Regions from separate parts of the Triticum aestivum genome. Here region 1 is linked to region 2. Evidence: chromatin contacts called from public Hi-C data. All regions are on one chromosome and are shown on one strand. The core of a region is the stretch at or near the end of the contact, and the rest is flanking DNA. Distances in the headings are between cores, read along the strand shown. Region 1 holds the start of LOC123112395. Region 2 holds the start of LOC123112394.

What was found. Hi-C and Micro-C count contacts between places; a contact is called where the count stands out from the background.
Region 1: a contact with region 2 is called in a Hi-C map of leaf, with 3 times the contacts expected there. The contact joins the promoter of LOC123112395 here to the promoter of LOC123112394 in region 2. A contact is called at or near these places in 4 of 5 Hi-C or Micro-C datasets (leaf and an unstated tissue).

Annotation. Positions count from the first base shown.
Region 1 is chr5B:451,146,429-451,153,303 of IWGSC CS RefSeq v2.1, forward strand. LOC123112395 reads right to left here and starts at 2,326. Exons shown (of 1, transcript XM_044533372.1): 1 at 1,531-2,326. The coding sequence starts at 2,213. The coding sequence ends at 1,854. It overlaps LOC123112396 (exopolygalacturonase), which reads right to left and starts at 5,873. Exons shown (of 3, transcript XM_044533373.1): 1 at 5,143-5,873; 2 at 4,456-4,787; 3 at 3,351-3,945. The coding sequence starts at 5,813. The coding sequence ends at 3,458.
Region 2 is chr5B:450,863,471-450,869,685 of IWGSC CS RefSeq v2.1, forward strand. LOC123112394 reads right to left here and starts at 2,187. Exons shown (of 8, transcript XM_044533371.1): 1 at 1,827-2,187; 2 at 1-513. The coding sequence starts at 489.

The sequences.
Region 1 (6,875 bases), core at 1,076-3,575, 280 kb after region 2:
AGAAGACATTCCACAAAATACCAGCTAGTTATTACAGCAGGATTCCATCTGATACAACACAGAAACCCTGAAACGGTCTATTCAGTTCGAGACCTCTCTTGCAGTCACACAATCGTTCCCCAACCACTTCTCCAACAGAACAAACTACCGTACTGGTTAACAGTTTACACTCCTTCATTGATCATAAGGAAAAAAGAAACAGCCATTCCCAGTGTCCTATGCCACTAACCACTACCTACAACATTGTTTAAGCATTATCTCAATGTTTTCATGTTTAGAATTGCTCATGATCTTGTGGACAAAGATAAACGAGATGGTAAACCATCTTGGGCATGGCACAAATATTTAGATAAACAAGTCACCTAAACTTAGGGCTTCTAATAATATGGACTCCTTCCGGGGTACAACGTACCAGAGCTCATGTAAGCCAACACGTGCGGCAGCTGGAGAAGAAAGCAACAAATGAGGCAAGGTCTCCTTGACATTGTACAAACTATGTAGGGAAGCTACTAGGATATCCTTAATATCATATACTCTTTGGTTGGTTTGGGAGTTGGAGTTGGCCTGTTATTTGTGTCAGGATAGTTATTTGCTAGTGTATCCTACAAAGAACACGCGTCTTATGTTATTTCGCCATCTCAGCAAGAATGGATAAACCAGTTTTGCCCTAATCCATATACCAGAGACGTGGCTAGCTGCGAATGAGCCCAGCCACATGCAAGTCGATGATTTCACTATATCCTTTTAGTCTTTTACCCTCTACCCTCGTGTCCTGAGACGCACTCACTCCTTTGCCTTCCTTTCCTCAATATGGCATAATACCAAACTAACTGCACAATGAAGTACAGATTAAGAAGAAGAGACTATTGTTCAGAGTTAATGGTGTCTTGGTAGTGATAGTGCATGTGTAGAAGGTTTGTGTTGAATAATTGATAGGCTAGTTGACATGAAACAAATCAATGCATGTATAAGCTCTGCAAAGTATGAACAGAAAGGAAAATAACTGCAGTAGATATACCTCCTGATTTTCTATCACACCTAACTAGCTACTAATCCAACAAGCAGAGCAATTTTACCGCCAACCATGCTGCCAAGAAATAGATGGGATCATACATCCTTCTAAGGATCAGCAACATTCAAGTGCATGACTGTTCATGGTACCTATTTTAACTCTGAGTTACACAACATGATTCATCACAATTTGCAACAAATGTAGAAACAACAGTCTACTTCAATCACACCAACCCAACCAATTGTTCATATTTTATCAAGTAGTAGAAATAAAGAACAAGCTTACAGTATGTGCTAAGCCTGATCATTTACTGAAGTAACACATTGCGTGTAACCTTTCTTCTATTGAGAGAATGTCCACTTATCATTGGAAAAGAAAAAGAGAGAGGCAATACCCAAGCCCCCCCGAAAGCAAACATCACTTGTAAGTTCTAACAAGCAAGCAACATTTCAAGCTGTTCAATGCGACAACTGATTTATTTATTTTCTGCAACAAGTCATTTCAGGCAAAGAGAGACAGGTACAATCGGTCCTAATTACGCTCGCAAAAGCATGTAGCAAATCATGCCCAAGGAAATAAATAAGGGATACACAAGACAATACAATGCAGAGGCATTTCAAAATGTTTGGGACACCACAGGGCATTTCGAAATGCATACGGTATCTGCCATCATCATCAGATAAATTTCAACAACAAAACAGAAACAGAAATATAGTGTTCCGCCCAGGTCCCATCAATATCAGATTGGTACATCACAAGTTCACAACCAACCCTTATTGGAAGCAAAACAGAACAGAAGCGACCTAGGCTTGGAGGAAGACCTGGGGCGCGCGCGCGCGGATCACTCGGACAGGGCGTCGGCCGAGGCGGAGGCGGCGGCGAGCTCCTGCTGCTGGAGGCGCTCGAGCGCCTTGTGGTGCGCCCAGGTCTCGAGGGTGAGGTCGGGCTTGGCGTTGAGCCCGACGCCGAGGATGACGACGGTGAGGAAGGAGGTGACGTAGCAGGGGAGCTCCCAGTCCTCCCACTTGCGCGACTCGCCCGGCGGCGGCGGCGTGCGGTTCATCGGGTACCCCTTGGGCCGCACCTCGTGGCCGGGCGTCGTCCAGCGGCCCCCGCCGTCGCCGTGCCCGCCGCGGAGGCGCACCGCCGCGCGCAGCCGCGCCCGCAGCATCCCTCCCGCCGCCGACGAGATCGCCCGCATCGTGCCCGGTTGGTGCGCGTGTGCGAGGTGGAGGATTGGAGATCGGAGAGAGAGCGAGGGGTCGCCGATTTGGGGGCTGCTGATCTGCGGAGACGAGGAGGCTGGCTGGGGTGTGGACGCTGCAGAGTGCAGAGAGTGGTGTAAGTGGGCTGGACTTGGTCAGTGAGTTGGGCTACGCTATGAAGAAGTGGGTGATCTTTAGTGGGCCGGAGGTTGGAACGTAGTAGTAGCAAGTAATATTTTCACTTATTTCTAAAAAAAAGTAATATTTTCACTTTGTCTAAAAAAAAGTAATATTTTCACTAAGGACTGCCGAAAAAAAAACTAAGGACTGCCAAAAAAAAGATGAGAATTCCCTCTCCAAATGAGATGTGAATGTGCTTCAAGCATATGTTTTTTCAATATTAGATTTGTGTGTCATTTACTACAGTACATTTACTCGGGTTGTTCACTCAGATACTATAGTTCTACCCTCTCCAAAAAAATTAAGAACTTTATATGTAAAAATGCACAAGAATATGCTTTAAGATTGTTTTATAAAAAATAGCTACACATGTGAATTATTTCCTAGATTTTGGTCGGCTCTTCACCTTGGTACTACGGCTGTTCTTTTGCGAGTCGCGATTTAATAAAGCTGGCCATATTTTTTCAACAAAAACTACTGTGCAACAGATGTTAGTTAATCTCAAATACTGATAAGAAATTCCTTTGTCAATATATCAGTAAAAAAAGTTCTAGAAACTTCTACGCTCACATCTGAAAAATGGATGATAGCTCCATCTACTTGACTTGGCTTTTCATAGGGGAGAAATCATTCTGGAGTATGACAAAAATAGGGCAAAACACAAGGTATTAATCAACTCTTTCAAACTGCCACAGCATACTAAGCTTCAATATTCGTCCATTTTAGGTGGAAGGTTCACTTGAACAAGTACTGACAAGTGCAAATCGGCTCACATTGAATCAGCTTTACAGTCTTGAATTCAAGAACAGAACACAGCCCAGCCAGGGAATCTCCTCCATATATGCAGACAGCAGAAATGAGTACAGCATGCTGTTTGGGATTGGATCGTTTATTTATACACTTCCCAAAAGAATACCCCATGTTTGCAGACAGCAGAAATCAACAAAGTGTGCTGTTTTGAATTGGGATCTTTTATTTAAAGATATGACACAAGAATCGTGGCTTATTCATCGTGGATACATGATACATATCGACATAAGGGTGAGATTCAGCTGGTCTGCTATTGAACATCCAGCGACTGCAAGTCGTGGAACGACAGCCCGTCAATAGTGGATGGCCGGAAGAGGAGCGGGTTAACATCCCACCCTTTCAGGCTTCCTCTCCACCATCTCATGCTGACATTGTCAACCTCCAGGCCTGAGATGTGCTCCAGCATCATACCGCCAGTCTTGTGCTTCACCATCTTCTGACATCCAGGTCTGTAGTCATACAGGCCCCCAGTGTAGTTTGTCCACCTCTTGTAGGTCAGGTCGACATTCTGGAACTTCAAGTTGCGAAGCAAGCCATGCTTCGATCCAGCCAGGAAAACACCGTTTTCTGATATTGATGAGATGTTGATGAAGCGAACATCTGAAATGGTGCCTTCTTTGGAATCAGGGTGCCTTGGACAGGTAGTGATGTAGATCGGTTCAGCTCTCCCCCACCATGAAGGATGGTAGTACCTAGTGCGCATTTTGATATTTGAAAATATCACATCACTAACGTTCCCTGCAAAATTATGTATCTCTAAATCAGGATGCTTAAATGACCCACTAATTAAAGCAATAGCTCAAAGTACAACATACTGTATGTAAAATTTCAAGGTGCCAAACCAATTCAACACTTTATCCAGAGACAAATTTAAGCCCAAGCACTACCTGTTAATTATTACCTATTGCTTGGGCTAGGAGGGGAGAGGGGGTGGTGCCCCCCCCCCCCCCTCCCGTGCCACAAAGTTGCAATCAAAATAGCAGCTTTTTGAAATAAGATATTCACTTATACCACCTAATAGTATGACGGTAGCATTGCTTTCGTGAAGCAAATTTGGTAGCTGATCGCTTAGCTAGCCACTCCTATAGTACAGGTCTTCTGATTTTTGGGAAAGTTCTATCCCCGATTTTAATTCTCAACTTCTTGTAAATGACATGTCTATCATTTGAGAAACAAAGTCTTATTGATGTAAAAAAAAAACCTAATAGTATGATGGTGCATTGGCAATTGCAAGCAAAAGATCAATACCTCCATTACGGATCTGCATTCCAAGTCCTCGATGTGAATCAGCTATAGTTATGTTATCAAAGAGCAGCTTCTCAAAGTTGAAAAAGCTTGCACTTCCAAATTTGATAGCGCATGATTTAGTACGGATCCAGCAATTTGTCGCTGTCAAGTTATAAACAGGCCCTGTGCTAGACTTCGGGCAGATTGCATCATCTCCGGTGTCTATGTGGCAATCGGCGATGATCGTGTTATTTGAATCCTCAATGTCAATCCCGTCATTGTTAGGAGTGTCAAAGTCCCCGTATATAGAGACATTGCGGATCACCGAGTTGTCACACCTGACAAGATGCAGGCTGCAGAGAATGCAAGCATATCAAGTATCACCGACATAATTTCGCCTATCCTACCTAAATTGTAAACATCGATTTGTTTGTGGTGAACCTTCAACGAGTAAAACCAATAACAACAACTGATTTTGAGCATAAAAATAAACAAAAATAACAATGACAACGGTGAATGTGATGTGTGTACTTAACTAATTCTAGTATCATTAGAGTTCAGAAGTCTTCAGACAGAGTGAAAGGATTGGACAAGTCAGTACATTTACATGAGTACACTGCATTTGTTCAATCAGTTTCGAGGTTTCGCCAGTGGCAGTATGTTGTATGAGTACGATCAGAGTGAAGTGAGGGAACAAGAAGTGCTCACCACCAGTAGGCCGGCTGGTTGAGGGTGATGTCATGGACCGCGACGTCCTTGGAGTCGATGAAGCCGAGGAGCCGCGGGCGGCACTCGTCGCCCAGGCAGTCCCCCGTGGCGTTCCAGCTGACCATGACGTTCTTCTGGGCGCTGGGCGTGACCACGAAGGCGCCGCCCTGGCCGTTGATCTCGCCGCCGCCGGTGACGCCCGCGCCGGTGGTGTTCTCGGCCAGCACGACGTACCAGCGGCGGAACTCGGGCGGGTAGTCCCGCTGCCGGGTCCCGCCGAGCAGCCGCGCGCCGGGGGCCACCTCGAGCACCACGCGCGAGCGGAGGCGCACGGTCGCCGTCAGGTAGTCCCCGGGCGCCGGGAGGAGCACGCGGCCGCCCCCCGCCGCCGCGCAGGCGTCGACGGCCGCCTGGATGGCCGCCGTGTCGTAGCGCGACCCGTCGCCGGCCGCGCCGTAGTCCGCGACGGAGAAGACGCGGGCGGGCGCGGCGGACCGCGCGGCGGCCGGCGGCGGCGGCGGCAGAAGTAGCAGGACGGACGCGGCCGCCGCGAGTAGGAGGACTGCCATTGCTCGTCTCCGAGCTAGCGATGGTGGAGCTGCTGTGGGAGCATGGGGTTGGAGAGAACCGCACGCGAGCGGCTCGGCTTTTGCGGTTGGGTCGGAGGACATGTCGCCGTCATGGGGAGGAGGAGGAGGAAGATGATTTGGGGGCGAGAAAGGGGTTTGTTGCTGAAAGGGGGTGAGCGGATAAAGCTGCTGCAGAGTGCTGACTGGGAGCTGATTGGAGTCGGACCGGTTGTTTTTGTGCGAACCAATCGCGGGCTGTGTTTGGCTTGGAGGTAAAAGCACCCGGTATCCTAACTTGCACAAAATCTGATGATTTAGTCCTAAACTTGCAAAATGCAATCCCATTATACACCAACTTGCACCTCATGTGATGTTTTAGTCGCAGGCCAATGACAGAACGATAAGTGGCAGCCAGGTGGCTGGCCCGCTCGTCGGACGCAGTTTTGCAAAAAAGAAAAAACCACGTCGTTTTCTCTAATCAACCCGCAGTATAGCACACCTGAATTAAATCGGTCGGAATCCAACTCGCGTTCGTTCGAGAGGATTCACTTGGTCGTTGTCGGGGCGACAGAGCTCACGGGCTGGCGGGGCGATGGTGACGTCTGCGACGGGCGCGTCGTCGTCGCCGTTCGCCAACGGCATGGAGACGCCGGCATCTGCTCATCTCGTCCGCCCGTTCAGTGTCTTCCCTCCTGATTACTGTGAGCTCTGCTTTGCTTTCCTCCCTCTCCTCTCCTCTGCTTTGCTCTGCGGCTCGTCGCCTCGTCGTTTGCACCGTGCACTACAGCTCGAATCGGGGCCATTTGTGCTCGATCTAAGGCCGTGTAGTGGTGTTTCTTGCGTATGTTCATTTATGGCGAAGTAGAGCTAGGGTTTCGGCCGATGATTTTAGGTTTGAGTTCAACATCAGAGCTAGGGTTTATGGCAGACAAATTAGATGTTAATGCCTTTGTAGTTGGCTTTTAGTTCTGCTCTAGCATGTACTCTACTCAAGCATCTGTTTGTGTGGCTAATTTGTTACACCATTTAGTTTAGTTTTGGTAATGCTAATGGTATGTGCAGTGAAGTTTCAGTTAATTGAATGGTTTTGCTAATGTTGTATTTCATTTATGGTTAGTTTATCTTCAGTTCACTGAACATGTTCAGATACTGTAGTTAACTGAT
Region 2 (6,215 bases), core at 937-3,436:
GCCCTCGGTGGTCTTATTATCATTGGCCCTGCCCTCGGTGGACTTATCATGGGTGGCTCTGCCCTCAATAGCTTTATCATTTGTTTCCTCAGACACATCAGATGAAGGACAAGAAGTAACTTCCACAGTTTCTGGTCTTTGAACTTCAACAGTTTTAACACCATTAGCCACTTTGCTTGGCTTCGGTGCTTTGTTCGGACTATTGTTTGGTGAAATATATTGCAGCTTCTTGTTGACTAGACGAGTGGAATTAGTTCTGGCCAGACGTGGGCTGTTTGGCTTGGTGTCCTTTTTTGCTAGCTTCTTCGGAACCCTTGAGACTCTTTTCGCTTTAGTATCTTCATTGCTGTTAGACTCACCTTGAGATGAAAAGGAGTCTCTAGCTGCTTCATAGTCTGATTCAGCTTCCTTCCCTAGTTTAGCATCTCGTTCCACTTCCACATCAGTTGATTGGTCATTTCTCTCTTCCCCGTTCTCCCTAGCACCCATTTGAGTGTACTAGAAACTTGATACCTAGACAGAACATTAACAAAGTTAGTAACATGAGCAAATGCCTAGCAGCTTGAGTGAGCAATAGGCATGATAGAGAAAGTGACATCCAGGAAGGGCCATCATGATGATTATGCCATGGCAAGGGGCACATGGAAAACGATTGCATATAACGAGCTTTAACTGAAAAAAAATGTGAAGTTTGTGTAGACCTGTGCAGACAGTGCAGTAGAATTTCAGAGCAAACAAGTAACCTCCACTGTACTCAACATAAAATGCGGATTTCAGTAAGGCATTCACTTGACTAACTCATTTGTTACCGACTACCATAAGTAAGAAGCAATTGTTCATGCCGTAAAAGTGTAAAAGAAACTGGATCAAACAGCTAGTACTCTCTATCAAGCCTCGAGATCTGGACAGCTAGGCAAAACACACACCAAAAGACACATCTAACCAACAAAATTAATGCCCAACAGCAACAAGAGATTTCAGTACAGGTAATGTGTCTCCTAGTGCAATTCACTTGAGGGGGAGGGAGGTGGTTGGGAGGCACATGGCGGTGGGGCGCGGTGAGGGTGTACGACCGTTGGACTGGATTGCATTGGATGGAGAATGAGGTCCCGACTCCCAATTGGACACAAAGCTGTACCGAAACTGGACTACAGGGGAGATCTGACAAGCTGCACCAGATGTAAACTCGGCACTGTCGAAGTACTTGACTCTAAGAACAATGGACGCGTCCTAGTCGTTGCCCGGAATTTCCAGCCACCAGGCGAAGCAAGAGAGTATGCAAGTGCACTACTCCGATCCATATGGTTGCAAGCAAACGGCCACGGCAATCCACCACGAAGAAGTTCAAGAATGTCCAGGGGAAAATACAGTATAAGATAGCTGACTAACTGAATTTTACGAATGGACAGAGATTTTTTTTCTTTCTATCAGATAGCTGAATAACTGAATTTCACAAATGCGGACACCAACAGAACCTAAATCCGTATTCAAGATGCCTGGCCTAACGGAGCTCACCAGATGAGGTAGCTGCCATGGAAATTGCACACCCATTACAGGAACAGGAGCAAGAACAGGGAAGAAGGAATGCCGGATCCGCTGCCATGGTTATCTAGCACTGAATGGACGCCGGATCCCTTGCCACAGGCACATCGACGGAACTAGCTAGTACGAAGAGGAGAGAAGAAAGAGAAGAACCAATGCAGCAAAAGGAAATCTAGAACCGACCACTTCAGCACGGGAAACTCCCCACTGCGCAGCAGCAGGGATTCGGGGATGGGTTTTGTGGAGGGGGGTGGCGAGAAGGGGGGCAGAGCGGCTGTCCTCACCGGGGTTCTTCCTCCTGCAGTGGCCGCCTCGGTCCCTGCGACGCGAGCGGGAGCCGGGAGCCGCGAAACCAAACCAAACCGAGCGGTTGCTCCCTCCTCTGTTTCTTTTTCTAATAAAATGGCGACGCAGGGCTTAATGCCGAGCGAGCGGCACCGGGCGCCTCCCCGCGGGGTTGCAGGGGCGGCGCAGGAGCCTCGACTGTGCGCGGCGCGGAATGTTTGTGGGGGGCGGCGGCCGGCGTGGGAGGAGGAGACGGGACGGCGCACGCGGCCAGCGGTCACTTGCAGGGGCGATGATGCTGCGGCGAGGGGTGTCACAGGCGTGCAGCGCGTGTGGGGGTTGCGGTGGTGGGTTTGGGCTGGCGCCTGACGCTGCTCTCATATCACACGACGCGCGCTTCGAGGCCTGACGATCGGGTCGCTTCACCGCGCGGTGTGGTTAAGCGACCGCTTTCCGCCGGTCTTTTTCTTTTCATTTTCATATTTTTCAGGGCTGTTTGGTCGTCCATTCTTTTTTCTTGACACAGTATCAGACGCAATACATACACTCATTTTTTAGGGTAACAATACTCATCTCTATAAACGCACACACGCACATTAAAGCACCTTCGAGAAACTGAGCTGACATAAATGCGAGCATCAGGAGTTAAACTATGATTGACCAAGGATATCACTGTCTTTCTAACCATTCAATCATTCTTGAGAAAAAATATTGTGCTCTTAGTTTTACCCTAGGGGATCTTTGATCTTAGTTTACTGTATGCATACTGAACATATCCCATTCGAATGCCATAGCACGCTACAGGCGCGGGCGTGATGAGTCGTGCGCGGATCTGGCGCGGGGGCGTGGAGGCGAAGCGGGGCTGCGCGGATCGGGCGCAGTCACCGGTGCGCGACGGGGGTAGGGTGGCTCGCTGCTGCAGCGGGCGCCCTTGGCGGCGGTATGGCGGATCCGGCGAGTTGGTGGCCTGTGATGCAGCGGGCAGCGGCGGATCCGGCGGGCGTGTTGGGGTCCCTTGGCTGGCTTGGAGCGGCCGGATCTGACAGGCCTCGCCGGCCGGATCTGGCGCTAGGGCGGCCGGAGGCCCGGAGGTGACTGTCCCAAGCGGTTTGCGTGGCGGCCCCTAGCTGGGTGCGGCCGGATCTGGTGCCCTGGCGGCTAGGGGTCTGGAGGCGGCTCGGGTGGCGATGTGGTTGACGCCGCTAGCCGTGCGGACGAAGTTGTGGGAGATTAATGGCACCTTGCTTGATGTTGCATCCTCCTGTTTGGTGGTTTGGTGAGCTCAACGCTGCTGCGGAGGACGAGATGGTGGTGGCTCGAGGAAGAGGAATGGTGTCGCGGTGGTTGTTGCATCCTTCGTCGGGAGATGAATGGCCCGCATGCGTTGCATCCTCGAGAAGACGAATGGCGTCCTGCTTGGTTGCATCCTTTCGATAGGAGAAGAATGGCGCTGCTGCGGGGGTTGCATCCTTCGTCCAGTGGGGGATGTGGACGGAAGGTTGGAAGCATGTCGAGCTTGCCGAAGAGGTGAGGTTGGCCGTGGAGGCAGAGGTAGTGGTCGGTGTGTAGGCTGATCGGATTCTGGGCTCAGGCTATGTAGGTGGGACTGTCGGCAAAAGTCGTACTCCAGTTATGGCCAGAGTCGTCGATGGCGGCGCCTTCCGGTGCCGCTCCCTTGTTGGAGGCATCGATGTAGCAGCTCCCACCTTGCCTTTCACGACGTGCTCCGGGGAAAACCCTTGATCTAGTTTAGATCGGACGATGGTGGCGCTATTCGGCGTCGCTTTCTCTCTTGGGGCATCGTCCTGAAGGTGGATCCGGTCAGAGGGACTCGTGACCATCAGAGTCGAAGTTGCGCTGCCTTGTACTGGTTGGATGGTGTTTCATGGAGTGTAGTGTTGTTCTGCAACCAATAGGGTTGCTGTTTTTCTTTTTCTTTGATCTTCGGATTTTCATCATGTTATGTTTCGTTACTTCCTGCTAAATCTAAATCAAGCTAGCAATTTGCTGGATCTTTCCAAAATACAATTGGCATGATAGCCAGTAACAAGATAACACTATGTATATCCACGACAAAAGAAATATCACCCTGTGTATTAGTGTACGTGTGAAAAAAATCGCATTGTACGATCATGATCGCGTCACGAGTTGTCAAGTTGATCGCTAAATTATGTGTATTGCATATTTGTAGCGCTGCCATGTTTCTTGGTCAATTAGGTCTTACACGCATCTTCGTGCTAGACTTTTTTTCTTGAAAAGGTCAAAGACCATATATTAAATAAAGTCGGCCCTTGAAGAAATCAGCGCCACTTTCTTCTACATCCATCCACAGCGCGTCGTGAGCAAAATCCATTGCTACATCCAGGCCTTCGTCTCAACAGAACAATCTTGTTGAAACCAAGGAGTTTGAAGAAACAGTGGCCAGAAAACGCCGGTGTAGTGGCGGTTTTATGTGCTGAATTTGGGGGAAAATAATAGGGTTACAGACTTGTGCGAGAGAGAGAAGGGTATGCAGGGTGATTTGATTAAAATATCTCCAAGTGTCGTCTCTAGGTTGATTTTGTACCTAAACAAAGTAGGGTTTCTGTTTTTATCAAGTCAATTATGCATGTTCATGATTTATGGGGTTGAGTGAAAATTGTATTCCCTTGCAGACCCGAACCGGAGTTGTTATACCACTTTTACGAGGTGTTCAAAATCAGGCATACCATGCTGCAAGTTTATGTACCACGGGTGTAATTAATTCTTGAAGATTTAGGGACATGTCCCATTATGTACTGCACTCATGTTTTATTACTCTGCTTCACACTATTACTCATGTCATTAAGCATTGTATGACCCTGCAATGAAGGTGACTAAAAAATAATTATAATTGTTTCTTTTTGTGATGAAAATGATTATAACCATGCTCGTCGAGACGATTGAGCAAAGCGTCGGAGGCCAATATAGGCAAAATCACGTGTGCGAACAAACCAACTTGGCATGTCCATCTATTATCTTTGGGATTTCATACATTTAGGCTTTGTCTTGACATTGAGTCTATGATTATTTCATTCGGTCCTACAAACTTTTTATTATATCCGTGTATGTCTCTTCAGAATTTTTCATGAAATAATTTCAATATGTTACACTTTGACTACCACAACTAGTCTTAAAATACACAGGTTGGCTGGCTTGGGGCGTATGATCGTGTCCATGAACATGATCAAATCTTCTCCTCCCGCGACATTTGATTGTTGGTTTGTCAGATCACCTAATTCTATGGAGAGAAACGAAGAATGAAAGACATTAGCACATTGATAGTTGTTGATATCTTAAAAAAGAGTAAATTATCTATAATCAGGTTTTTGGATGGGATTGTTGAATATCAAAGCGATGGCTCTCCTCTCCCCCCCTCTCCCCCCTCCCCCTGTGGCGACGCCTGCTTCTGGCTCCGTCCCGGCGGCGTCCCTGCCCCGTGCGACCTCCCCTCCTTCCTCCCCTCCGCGGACTCCTCCGGGCTCCGCTCCGGCGTCGTGTGCCGCTCCCCTCTCCTCTCTGGTCTCCCCTTCTCGCTCTGGTCACATCGCCCCTCTCCGGGCTAATAAGTTTTGGGCGCTTGATTCGGATGGCTCCGGGTCAAATTCTGAGGCTCCTTCTCCCCCTCCCCGCCCTGTCCCGGTGTGCTGTCCCCCTGTGGCTGCGGCGACGGGTCGCCGGCGTAAGTTCGCGCCCGGGGGCGGGGCGGCCCGTCGTGCCTGCCGTGGAGGTGGATGGGTGGCGCCGCGTTTCGCGTGGTCGTCGGCGTGCTTCGTGCTGGTCCCCTGTTGCGGTCCCGCTAATGTCCATTGGGGTGTATGGGGTTGCGCCGCCGTCGGGGTCTTGCCCTCACGCGGGTCCCCTTGCTTGCTCGCCCTCGGGTGCAGTCTCTGTCGCTCCGGCGGCGTCGGGGCTGGTGCCAACCCTAGATCTGGGATTAGGGGCGGCGCTGGTTCCCCCGCCTGTGGCGCGGGCCCCGGTGGGTGCTACTGGGCCTGGTGGGCCGGTCTCGGTGTTGGCTTTGGCGTCCTTTTCTGATTCCCCCCCTCCTTCTTTGGTCTCTGGGCCGCGGGCGGCCTAGGTCCAGCCCACCCCTCCAGTGAGGCCTTGTATCGAGCCAGGCCTGGCTCGGTCAGGGTACTTATGGGTGCGGAGGGGTGCGGTTCCCCCATTTCTAGGGTTTCCTGCCTCCTCCTCAGATCTGTCTCGACACCGTCTACCCATTCGGCGCTTCACCAGATCTACTCCTCCCCCTCCCCTCTCCCTCTCCTTTGCGACGGTGGCTACAATGGATTGCTCTCGTGCTTCCTCCAGTGAGGCGGTCTCCAGGCAGAAGCGGGGGCGTGATGGCTCCGACGAGGCGGCCACGG